Linked DNA regions of Sus scrofa: all the other regions are linked to region 2. The links are chromatin contacts, called in public HiChIP or PLAC-seq maps. All regions are on one chromosome and are shown on one strand. Each heading gives the region's core, a stretch centred on a gene start, on an enhancer-like site or on the middle of the called end of the contact. The rest is flanking DNA. Distances are from core to core; before and after follow the strand shown. Region 1 overlaps LOC102164422. Region 2 overlaps LOC102164422. Region 3 overlaps LOC102164422.

What was found. HiChIP or PLAC-seq counts read pairs in DNA pulled down with a chosen protein or histone mark.
Region 1: a contact with region 2 is called in an H3K27ac HiChIP or PLAC-seq map of skeletal muscle, with 5 times the contacts expected there. The contact joins two enhancer-like sites. A contact is called at or near these places in 1 of 47 Hi-C or Micro-C datasets (embryonic fibroblasts) and 1 of 2 datasets of contacts at active chromatin or transcription factors (skeletal muscle).
Region 3: a contact with region 2 is called in an H3K27ac HiChIP or PLAC-seq map of skeletal muscle. The contact joins two enhancer-like sites. A contact is called at or near these places in 1 of 47 Hi-C or Micro-C datasets (embryonic fibroblasts) and 1 of 2 datasets of contacts at active chromatin or transcription factors (skeletal muscle).

Annotation. Positions count from the first base shown.
Region 1 is chr10:8,688,879-8,692,411 of Sscrofa11.1, reverse strand. The region is part of intron 5 of LOC102164422; the gene reads left to right. Among named protein-coding and RNA genes, the nearest start is that of LYPLAL1, 260 kb to the left of the region's middle. Within about 2 kb of position 1,416, at least 14 of the 83 cell types and tissues checked have an H3K27ac peak or open chromatin away from gene starts, as enhancers often do. A contact at or near this core is called in skeletal muscle, where this site is marked.
Region 2 is chr10:8,866,775-8,870,736 of Sscrofa11.1, reverse strand. The region is part of intron 2 of LOC102164422; the gene reads left to right. Among named protein-coding and RNA genes, the nearest start is that of LYPLAL1, 78 kb to the left of the region's middle. Within about 2 kb of position 1,281, at least 15 of the 83 cell types and tissues checked have an H3K27ac peak or open chromatin away from gene starts, as enhancers often do. A contact at or near this core is called in skeletal muscle, where this site is marked.
Region 3 is chr10:8,715,213-8,718,983 of Sscrofa11.1, reverse strand. The region is part of intron 4 of LOC102164422; the gene reads left to right. Among named protein-coding and RNA genes, the nearest start is that of LYPLAL1, 230 kb to the left of the region's middle. Within about 2 kb of position 1,738, at least 7 of the 83 cell types and tissues checked have an H3K27ac peak or open chromatin away from gene starts, as enhancers often do. A contact at or near this core is called in skeletal muscle, where this site is marked.

The DNA.
Region 1 (3,533 bases), core at 167-2,666, 180 kb after region 2:
CAGCTTTGTGGGTCACTATTACCTGTTGAAACCACTTAATGCTGCTCAATTGTAGGACAAAAGCAGCCACGAACAATACATAAATGAATGCGCATGGCTATGTTCCAGTCAAACCGTATTTACAAATACAGGTGATGTGGCAGATGGGCCAGAGTTTGCTGACCCTGCTGTACTTCAAGAAATAAGGAAACGGCATGCGTGTGTGTGTGTGTGTGTGTGTGTGTGTGTGTATGCCTGAGTTCTCCAGGGAAGCAGAGCCAATAAGAGAGAGAGAGAGATGGTTATAGAAATAGAGAGATTTAAGGACTTGGCTCCCATGACTGTGAGGTCTGGTACACGTGGGCTGTCTGACAGGCTGGAAGTTCAGGTAATAGCTGCTGTCTCAGTCTTGAGTCCAGCATCCATTCGGCAGACCCGCAGGCTGGAAACTCCAGTGATGAGCGATGCCGCAGTCATGGGACGTAAGCCTCCCGCTCTGGAAACCCTCCGCTTCTGTGCTTAAGGTCTTTAATGATGGATGAGGCCTGCCCATTATGCCCGTTTTTAAAAAAACTTATTTGTTTTCTTGTTTTTGGTTTTTTGCGAGTTGATGCCTCACTTTTCAGTAAAAGGGGAGGTGAGGTGAGTGAAGGGGGAGTAGGAAAAAGAGGTAAAGAGAGGGAGCTTGGAACAGAGGGATCAGAGACCCCGCCCCACAAGAGGAATTAAGGGAAGAAGACTTCAGGTGTGTGTGGAAGATGAAAAGAAGGTACTTACTGTGTGTTATGTCATGATAAAGCCAGAAGGATGGGCTAGGTGTGGGGGGAGCATAGAGCCAACCTCGAGCTTCCAGACTTTCCACGGGCTCTCCCACTGGTGCACTGCCTCTTGGAGCAGAGGATACTGGCAAGTCCAGAGGGAGGGCAGCGCTCAGGAGCAGAGCTTCTGCATGCCAAGGTCACTTATTTGCTTGTTTGTTTGTGTCACAGATTCTCTGCCTTCGTATTCCCATAAGGAGAAAATTCCCAATGAGAAAAAAATATATCTTTGGAGAGTCAGGAACAAATTGGAATGGACACTGATCTCAATAGCAGACGCTGGCAGGGGCGAAATTATTTTTCAAACACTTTTGCTCCTCCTGGTAAAGTAGTTAGTGTTGTATTTTCATGCTAGAAGGAAAAAGTGATGAAAAGTTTTTAAACCCAAAGAAACAAAACCCTTGATTTGTGTCCAAATTTTCTGCAAAACAGGATCCCACATGGCCAGGGCTGGTCTTAGGAGATCTGAAACGAATCGGATGGTGCAGTTTTTAGGTTTGGCTTTGGTGTTTTTCCTCATTTCCGTTAGGATTTTGCTTCTCAGGATACAGATCAGCCTTGCTCCGGGCGTTTGGGGCGGGGGGGTGGGGAGGGGAGAAAACCCATTTCGTAATATTTTTAGTATCTGTGGTTCCAAACTCAGCAGATGGCCAGCCTGGCTATCAGCACAGTCTGCCGTGTAGGGTGTATGTGTGAGCCGTGTGGAGAGGTGGCGATCGTGGAACCGGGCAGGGGTAGGGGGGGCGGGCCCAGAGCACACCCACGGTCCCAATGGGTACCACGCCACCACGCTGGCCAGACCACACCACGGAGCATCACACCAAGCTAGGCTCCAAGCCGTTTCCCAGTGCTAGAAAGTAATAGACGATTGCTACCAGTTTTCCACTGCTCACGCCTTAAAAGGCCAGCCATTCCAACCCCATCTTTCTTAGAGGGGGGAATTCTAAAGCAGGATAAAGGGAATTTTCTCGGCGAGGGTGTTGTTCCATGCCCTCCCGAATTCAAAGAGAAAACTGTCTCATTAAAATGACTTCTGGCTTTGCCTAGGGGAATTTCAGCCTTCAACAGTTCAGTCCCCTGGAGTTAGAACTTTCATGCATTTCTTTTTTTATTGGGGAGACCTTATGATTGGTTTTACAAGCAAAATAAACAGCTTAGGAACAAATGAAAGACTTTTTTATTTCTCTTTTAACTGTAAATTCAAGAGCTTGAAATGAATTTGGCAAATAACCCATATTACCGAAAGGCTGTGGCCGAAAGGCAAGATTTCCAAAAATTCTTGAAAATCCAAGTAATACCGGGAATAAATCCCAAATTCAACTTGTTGAGCCTTGTGTCTCTCTTAGAACACTTTTCCCCCCCCTCCCTTTAAGGAAAAAAAAAAGAAAGAAAACAGAGAAATCAATCAGAGCACTCCTGTAGCTCCTGCCCTGCTGTCTCTGCCCCGGAGAGCAGAGCTGTGCCCTGACCTGGCTGCTCGCCACACAGCCAGAGGGAGCCAGGCAATCGTGTGCTTCCCAGTGAGCTGAGGAAGAAGCTCCCCCCAGGAGGAGCCACGGCCTCCTAAATGCACTTCCAGGCTACATGTGTCTAAATCGACTCGGTATACATCTCAGATTTCTTTCTTTCTTCTTTAAGTCACCCTTGAATTTTTGATCTGAACTTTTGGAATTTTAACAAACTTCCTTTTGACCTTTTACTTAACTTGAATTATTTAGGAGCATTCCCCCTGTGCCTCATCAGGCTAAGGACCTGACTTTGTCTCTGTGAGGAGGTAGGTTCCATCCCTGGCCTTGCTCAGTGGGTTAAGGATCCCGCGTTGCCATGAGCTGCAGTGTAGGTCACAGATGCAGCTTGGATCTGGCATTGCTGTGGCTGTGGTGCAGGCCAGCAGCTATAGCTCCAATCTGACCCCGGGCCTGGGAACTTCCATATGCTGCAGGTGCATCCGTAAAAAGAAAGAAAAAAAAATTAACCATCTTGAATTATTTAAAACTAATATTGAAATAAAAATATAAACCAAACAAAATACTACTAAATACAGGGCAGATGATGCTAACATGGCCTTTTACCTAAAGACTTAGCTCAAACTGTGTAAAAATTCTGCCTCAATCTGTTCCCATCAAGATTATCTGCTCTATCTTTATGGAATGGTTACATTCATTGAATGGCACTACCTGTCGGGCCTTGCAAAAGTGCTTATCTTTTACATACCTTTACGTTGATATCTCCAAAGAGAGGTCCATGCTCCCCGAGCTGAGAGAATCGGAGCCCCAGAGATGAGTCAGCTTCCTCGGGGCTCAACGAGGGAGCAGGTTGTTGCACCCAGATTTGTCGGCTTCTCCCATCCATGCTCTCTTCCATGTTTCCTTCTGCAGCATGAATTTCTACAGAGTATCTTCCATCCCTCACTTGTCCACAATAAGAATTAGGTTTTATAGGAGTTCCCTTTGTGGCTCAGCGCTTAACAAACCCAACTAGGATCCACGAGGATACGGGTTTGATCCCTGGTCTTGCTCAGTGGGTTAAGGGTCGGTGGTGTATATGTCGCAGACGCAGCTCAGATCTGGCGTTGCTGTGGCTGTGATGTAGGCTGGCCGCGATAGCTCCGATTTGACCCCTAGCTGGGAACCTCCGTGTGCAGTGCGTGTGGCCCTAAAATAGCAAAAGAGTAAAAATAAAAATAAAGAAATAGGTTTTATTATTCTCTATGCTGCATTTAACAAAAATGCCTAG
Region 2 (3,962 bases), core at 32-2,531:
GCTGTGTATACACGATGCTTCCCTGCCACACTTACAGTACAGGGTAGAGGAGGGTGATGATGCTCGCTTGGTACCTTTCAAAATTTATTTGGCGAGAGAGAGTTAAAAGATGTAATAATATATTTAGCTTGTGGAGAAAAACTTTTTCTTAAAGGTGCAGAGAGAGCCATCTTCTCCATCTCATTGTCTCGTTTCAGATTAATAAAGGAGCATGTGTACAGCAAGCGATTGCATCTGTAATCTGACCTACTAAGGAAAGTCACTGGGTTCTTTAAGACAACTGTATCTAAAGTATCACAGTTGAAAACAAAGCCACCTCCCCCCCAGGGGAAAAAAAACCATCTGTTGATTAACGATTTCTAAATCATTAGGTTGTGTCTGTTCCATAAGAGTGCTTCTGACCCTGTACTTGCTAGATTAATCTGTATCCCTGTGTTGTTAAAATCACCACTTCAATCCAGTGCATAAGAGAGTCAAGCTGGGAGTCAGTTTCGTGAAAATAATACAGCTTCTGTATTATTTTAAAAATCATACTTTTAAAACCAAATACATTCCAAAGAGATAATTGTGTCTGTAATAAGTACTCTAAAAAACATAGGGAATGGTGTTAGTAAGTAAAATCCTGCCTTAAATAAATGGTATTATTGAGGGGGAAAAACCCCTGTCTCCAATCAGAACTTTTTTTTTTGTCTTTTTGCCATTTCTTGGGCCACTCCCGCAGCATATGGAGGTTCCCAGGCAAGGGATCTAATCGGAGCTGTAGCCACCGGCATATGCCAGAGCCACAGCAACATGGGATCCGAGCCACGTCTGCAACCTACACCACAGCTCACAGCAATGCTGGATCCTTAACCCACTGAGCAAGGCCAGGGATCGAACCCGCAACCTCACGGTTCCTAGTTGGATTCGTTAACCACCACTGAGCCACGATGGGAACTCCAGAACTTTTTTTTTTTTTTTTGGTAAGGAAAATGGCAGGACTATACTGGTTTCATGAAAGAGATGGAGAAATCCGGGCGGAAAGGGAAGGTTCTATAGAACTGACCCCGTACAGCAGGGGGAATCACGAAGGTCTCCCTGGACTCCTCTTGTTGGATAACGCCCCACTGGCAAGTACACTTAGCCAAAGTGCACAGATTATTAGCCAGTTTTGTTTTTTTTAAAATGAACTTTGGCACTGGGTGAAATTCATGGGAAAGACAGGCCAGCTTTACTCATGTGGCTGGGTGGACTGGCCCAGCTCACAGCTGCCAAGCGTTTCTGTTCAGATTGTTGGCCATCTAGCTCGAGAGCCCCTGGAAGGGAACCTGTGTCATCTCCGTGTCCTGTCCCGGGCCTGGCACCCCTTTGGCGCTCTCGAAATCTGTGAATAATGTCTGCCTACACAGCTGAGAGAAATGCGTCATCTTCTCAATTGGGACATGTCATCGCTTCCGTGCCCTCCGTACGGTGCATGCCGGCCATGGGGGGCTTAAATGAAAGTGCACTTGTGCTTGTCAAAATGTCCCCAAAAAGAGACGTGGGGTTTGGAGGCAACCCCCTCTCCACCTCTCACAAGAGCAGCTCAGAGACAAGAGTGCTACAGTTCTGTGTTGAACTTGAATTTGCAGTCGGTTCCAAGGCACAATAATGCCTTCTCTTGGTTGTTTTTTTCTTTTCACATTACAGTACTTCATTATTGCCACAGGGGGAACTGTTGGCTTAATTTTGCTTTAGAGACACTGCTGCTGAAATTATTAAACTAATGATTTATGCCCCCAGTGATACAGCAATCTCTTGTGCTTAAAATGGTTACTATGTTTTGTTTACTGTTTATAACTACCAGTGGTTATGCCACGAAAAGCCCCTGCCAGCTTGCAGGGTTTATTTATCCCTGTGGATCTTTAGAAACCACTGATTAATATAGAAAAAATTTGAATGGTTTATATTTTTAAAAATCCCATAAGCTATGAATTAAACCACTGTGCTGTGCTCTATAGGAGGAAAATTTCAGTGAGAATAAACAATGGATGTCAAAACCTCCTGCCTCTCGTATTTGCTTCTGGTTGTATCAAAGTGGAAAGTAGGAGTGCTTTTCAGGAATACCGTACTGTGACTCCATCAGCTTTGGCCTCTGAGATCACCAGCATTTCCCCTTGGGTGCCGCACATTTTACCATATTAAGGAACCAATTTGCTGAGAGAAATGTTGCACATGTTTAAAGGCCGTTAAGTTTGATGGCTGGCAGAACGCTCCCATTTAGCCCCAAGGCCGGACCTTGGTGAAAGAAGGCTTTACTACCAGCCTGCATTTTTGTTTTGTTTTGTTTTGAAGTTTGCTTTTTGTCACCAAAGGATGACACAAGGCAGATGAACCTTGGGGCAGGGAGGGCTGTGATTTGTGAGTGTTGATTTGTTTAAAATGGCAAAACGGTTCTTACACAAATGTGTAAGTCTTGACCCTGTTGCCTGTCCAAGAGAAAGAGAGAAAACATCGCTGTCGGTTTGGGCAGTTTCAGCCCAATCCTCCACCTTCAGTCTTAGGCATCACTTGCGGGTACTTCCATTGCACCTGTCTGCGGGCTCCTGAATGAGCTCCATCAGTCCATCTGGCTTTGTTTCTGCTGCAGGATAGCCTGTCCATCTCCCCTACCCCACCCCTGCCGTCTGCTCCGTGTCCCCAGTCCTTCAGTCATGGGCCAGCTCTGATGTTCACCCAGCACCTTTATTCTGTGGTCTGATGTGGTCCCTTCGAACCATGGCGTGCTCTTCCCTGAGGCGCCCCACACACCAAGCCAGGCCATGGTACTGGGGCTGGGTACAGGGACAAAACGTTTTTCAGTCGGGCGGTGGTGTCTGTAAATACGACGAACGTGGACCATCCTGACTTGAGCAAATTAATTTGTAAGCAAGAAAGAGAACAAGGCCCTGAGTATGGGAACAAAGCAGCAGTCATAATGTGAACATCTGTGTACAGCTTTATCCTCGGATATTCCCTGGGCACAGAACTTTCCATACCAAAATGCAGTCAGACGTTTAAGAGAAAGATAAGTTGGTCATTGAAACACCACACCAGGGAGTAATAAGAACTCTTTCATTCTTCCTCATAATGCACTCTTTTCCTTCATGAAGATGCAAATTTTAGCCATAAAAATAGTCACAATATTATAACCCATGTGAATATGGAAAACATATTATCCAAGTGGCAATTTTAATTGGAAATAGTTACCTAATCTCATACGTAAATGTCTTCATTCAGGATGTATTTTCAGTTGCTCTTAGAATTACTCTCCTTCTTGAATTAGAAAAATAAAATGAAAGAAATAGGAATTCTGATGCAGTATACTCCAAAGAATTTTTATAAATTTCATGTTTGATTTTTATTTTAACACCACATTTAGGAAACTAAATCCTATATAGCTTATCGTCAGTGTTTTGCTGATCATTTTTTTTTTAAACTTCAAAATGTGATTTAATTACAAATTATTTTTAAGTCACAGAAAACCTGAGTACCAGTGTGGTATGTGATCTGAAATTTTAAACAAGCACAAAACAGATTAAATATAAAGCTTAATAAGCATAACAGGCAAAAAAAAAAAAAAATCTGTAATGTGTAGGATTTCTAGCATGAAAAATTCCAGGCTTCAGCAGATGTGAAGATTAGATTTCTCAGAGTGAATCAACAGAATACATTTTGAAGTATCCCTAGTGAAAAAGAGTGAAAATAACTTGAAAATCAAATGCTTTTTTACAGAGAAATCAGTGACCAACAAGTATGTTAACAACAAAAAAATTGTTATTATTTTTTAACATTATTTATGATAATATGTTTTCAGTCTACAGAATTGTAACATTTTCTAAGAGCATTCATTTGTAAAATTACTGGAAACATAATAGTCATATTATCTTTTGAATTTCTTTGTACCCTAACAGCTTCTCCTGTTTCTCTACGGCCCCTTTAGTTTGAAGGTAGAATGTGCAATG
Region 3 (3,771 bases), core at 489-2,988, 150 kb after region 2:
TATCATATGATATTTGTCACTGTCTAGTTTATGTCACTTAGTTTGAGAATCTCTAGGTCCATCCATGTTGCTAAAAATGGCATCATTGCCCTCTTTTCTGTGGCTGAGTAATATTTCATTGTATGTATGCACCATATTTTCTTTATCCATTCATTTGTTGATGAACATTTAACTTGCTTCCATGTCTTGGCCATTGTAAATAGTGCTGCAATGAACTACTTATTTTTTCAAATTAGTTTTCTTCAGTATATGCTCGGGAGTGAGATGGCAGGATCATATGCTAACTCTGGTTTTAGTTTGTTTTTTTTTTTTCTTTTTTTTTTGTGTCGTTGTTGTTGTTTTGTCTTTTTCAGGCTGCACCCATGCCATGTGGAGGTTCCCAGGCTAGGGGTCAAGTTGGAGCTGTAGACGATGGCCTACACCACAGCCACAGCAACACCAGATCTGAGCTGAGTCTGTGACCCACACCACAGCTCACGGCAACGCTGGATCCTTGGCCCACTGAGCGAGGCCAGGGATGGAACCCGCGTCCTTGTGGATCCTAGTCAGATTCATTTCTGCTGAGCCATGATGGGGACTCCCTGTTTTTAGTTTTTTAAGGAACTCCCATACTGTTCTCCATAGTGGCTGTGGCACTTGATGTCCCCACCAGCAGTGGAGGAGGGCTCCCTTTCCTTCACACCCCCCAGCTTTTATTATTTGTAGACTTTGAAATTAGGAGTTAGAGAAGCATCTGGAGTTTGTAGTTCAGTCTAATTAGATTATACATTTCCTATATTGCTAATTAGTAAAGAGTGTCTGCAGTAATGACATTGAGAAGCAGCCGCTTAAATTCTTAGGATAACTGTATGATCAAAAAGAGCCACGATGTAAAAAAATAATATGTCCAAATTTGTACTTATCTTAAGGCTTTTCCCAGACTCTACCCCGTGGCCAGAGCTGATCAGTCTAAAGATGAACACCAGATCTAGGCATGATCAAATGCAGTATAAAAGTCAAAAACGTGATCACCGCAATCGTTCAGAATAAAAGAATATAAGATTAGGAGCAAGGAAACCCAAGCCTAGTCATAACTCTGTCAGTTTATTCAGCTTTGGACAAGTCACTTTATCCTTCTGGACCTAAGTTTCTTCATATGTAAAAAGGAGGGCTTGGTACTAAAATATCGTTATATCTCAGTGTATTTTCCATGTCATGTTAGTGACTGTCATGCAAGGAAAAAAATCATATTGTTCAGATCTGTGTTTACTGAAGTCCCTTGGCACTGAAACGTCTCAAAACATGTACTTTATTAACATGCATGGTGCATCTTCTGGAGACCTACATATGCAAAAATCCTTCTGTAATTTCTTTGCTATTAGGTTATTTTCTTCCCAAGGAGCCTTTCACAAGGCAAGGTTTCCATGGAACATGTTTTGAAAAATGTAGGGTAAGCTCTTCTCTGAGATCCTTTGATGCTCCAAGATCCCATGGCTTTCATGGTCCCCACTTTCACTGGCTCAGTGGCCCAGCCCAGCCGGGAAGAACGCATTGCATGTCGGGTCTACATAGTTTGAAATCAGTCCCTCCCTTCAGTCGGAAATCTTGTGAGGCACCCAGATGTGTGGCTTGCACGGTGCCAAACAGGCAGCTTGACTGGGTTTTTGTTCCAATCAGGCGAGCCTGTTGGCATGGAGTGGACAGAGTGCTGATTCCTGGGCCTTTTCCATTAGCCACGCAGCAGCTGCAGCCCGGGGCTGAACCGTAAGTCTGAGCTGGGCCTGTGTCCAGTAGCACTGAAGAATATGGAAAGGGAAGACAGGGTAATATATTCCCTTTTAGGATCCGAAGGACAGCAAGCTACTGCCTCTCCTTAACTATAGGAATCCTCGAGCTTTTCCCTGGGATTCCAACATTTGAAGAAAATTAGAAAGATCATCTCATCTGGCTACTCAGTGGATCCTTCCCTTTGTCGCTGTGTTAGACGTTTTCACTAAGAAAATGCACTAACTATAAAGCCAATTAGAGTCCCCATAAAGACCTGATAGGAAGAAAAGGCTCCTTTATTAGGGATTAAAATGGGACTCTACAGATTTCGTCTGTTGGTTTAGTTCTGTCTTCTAGGGTCATTCAGAAGGAGCCTCAACCCATCTCACACGACAACCCTGAAAACCAGTAGGGGGTCACCCCGCAGTTCTGAAGATCAGATAAAATGCCAAGGAGACTGCGTTGAACCTGCTCAATAGCATGACAGGCAAACTCAAATGTTTATATTGAGCGTGTTTACAGCCTCCCAGTACCATCTTCTCTCAAAGTCGGGGTACACAGTTTACCTAAGTCACTGCATACCTGTAGCTGCAGCTAAAAATAGATGGTCAATATATGCCACGTATGTAACATAATGCTTTCCTTAGCATGTGAGTAAATATTATCATTGACCTTGAGCTGCAAGATAGGCATCCCCAAATATGTAGGCAGCAGCTGGAGTAAGATCATACACTGGCCGTGAATTATTGTCTGAAGGTGAACCATATAATAAACTCGGCAATGGTCAGTGGGCGAAGCCCTCAGAGGAAAGCCTAGCAGGGGTTTATCCAGAGAGCTGTTTGATCTCTTGCCAACTTGGTCACAGATATCGATTACAGAAAATTCTCTGAGATGTGCATATCATTAACTTAGTAACATAATATTTTGGTCTCTATGGTGTTCCTTGAGTGTATAAATGTAGCTAACATGTGTTCCTGCCAATGAGAGAGATTTTTTATAAGTGAATCACCATAAAATTTGGGGAGGGGGTTTAAAGAGCATTAAAATATTTTAACTTCAGAAAAGAGACAGGCATTAATCCTTTTGAAGCTTTTTCATGAATCACTTTATATCCTAATGGACTTGGAACAATAAAACCCTGGAATGCCTATAGTTAAATTGCCACACTGCTCATTTGACTAAAACTTTCCTCAAGACCCAAAATGTCAGCAAAAGAGCAAGTTAAACCTTTCCATCATCTGGAGTTCCAGTTGTGGCTCAGCAGGTTAAGGACCCGACATAGTCTCTGTGAGGATGTGGGTTCGATCCCTGGCCTCGCTCAGTGGGTTAAGGATCCGGTGTTGCCGGAGCTGTGGTGTTAGGTCGAAGATGCAGCTCAGATCTGGTGTTGCTGTGGCTGTGGTGCAGGCCAGCAGCTGCAGCTCCAATCAACCCCTAGCCTGGAAACTTCCATATGCCACAGATGTGGCTCTAAAAAGAAGAAAAAAAAATTCTAGAATCTTTGGTTTAACCGATTGTGTTATTTCTTCTGTTCAGAGGAGAATTGAGTGTATTTTGAGCATGTCCTGAGGGAAACTTAGGCCTCATGAGTCTTCTTCCCATTTTAGTCCATTTAAGAGATCATCTTTCAGAGTTCTCTGGTGGCTCAGCAGGTTAAGGATACAGCACTGTCACTGCTGTGGCTGGGATGCAGCTGTGTCACAGGCTTGATCCCTGGCCCAGGAACTTCTTCGTGTCACAAACATGGCCTAAAAAAATAAAGTAAAAAAAGTAAGATCATCTTTCTCCAGATAGATGCCCAGGAGTGGGATTGCTGAATCGTATGGCAGTTCTGTTTTTAATTATTTAAGGAACTTCTATACCTTTTTACTGTTTTCCACAGTGGTTGCACCAATTTACACTCCCACCAAGAGTGTCAGAGGATTCCCTTTTCTCCACACCCGCTCCAGCATTTATTGTTTGTAGACTTTTTGATGATGGCCATTCTGACTGGTGTGAGGTGGTACTTCGTTGTAATTTGCATTT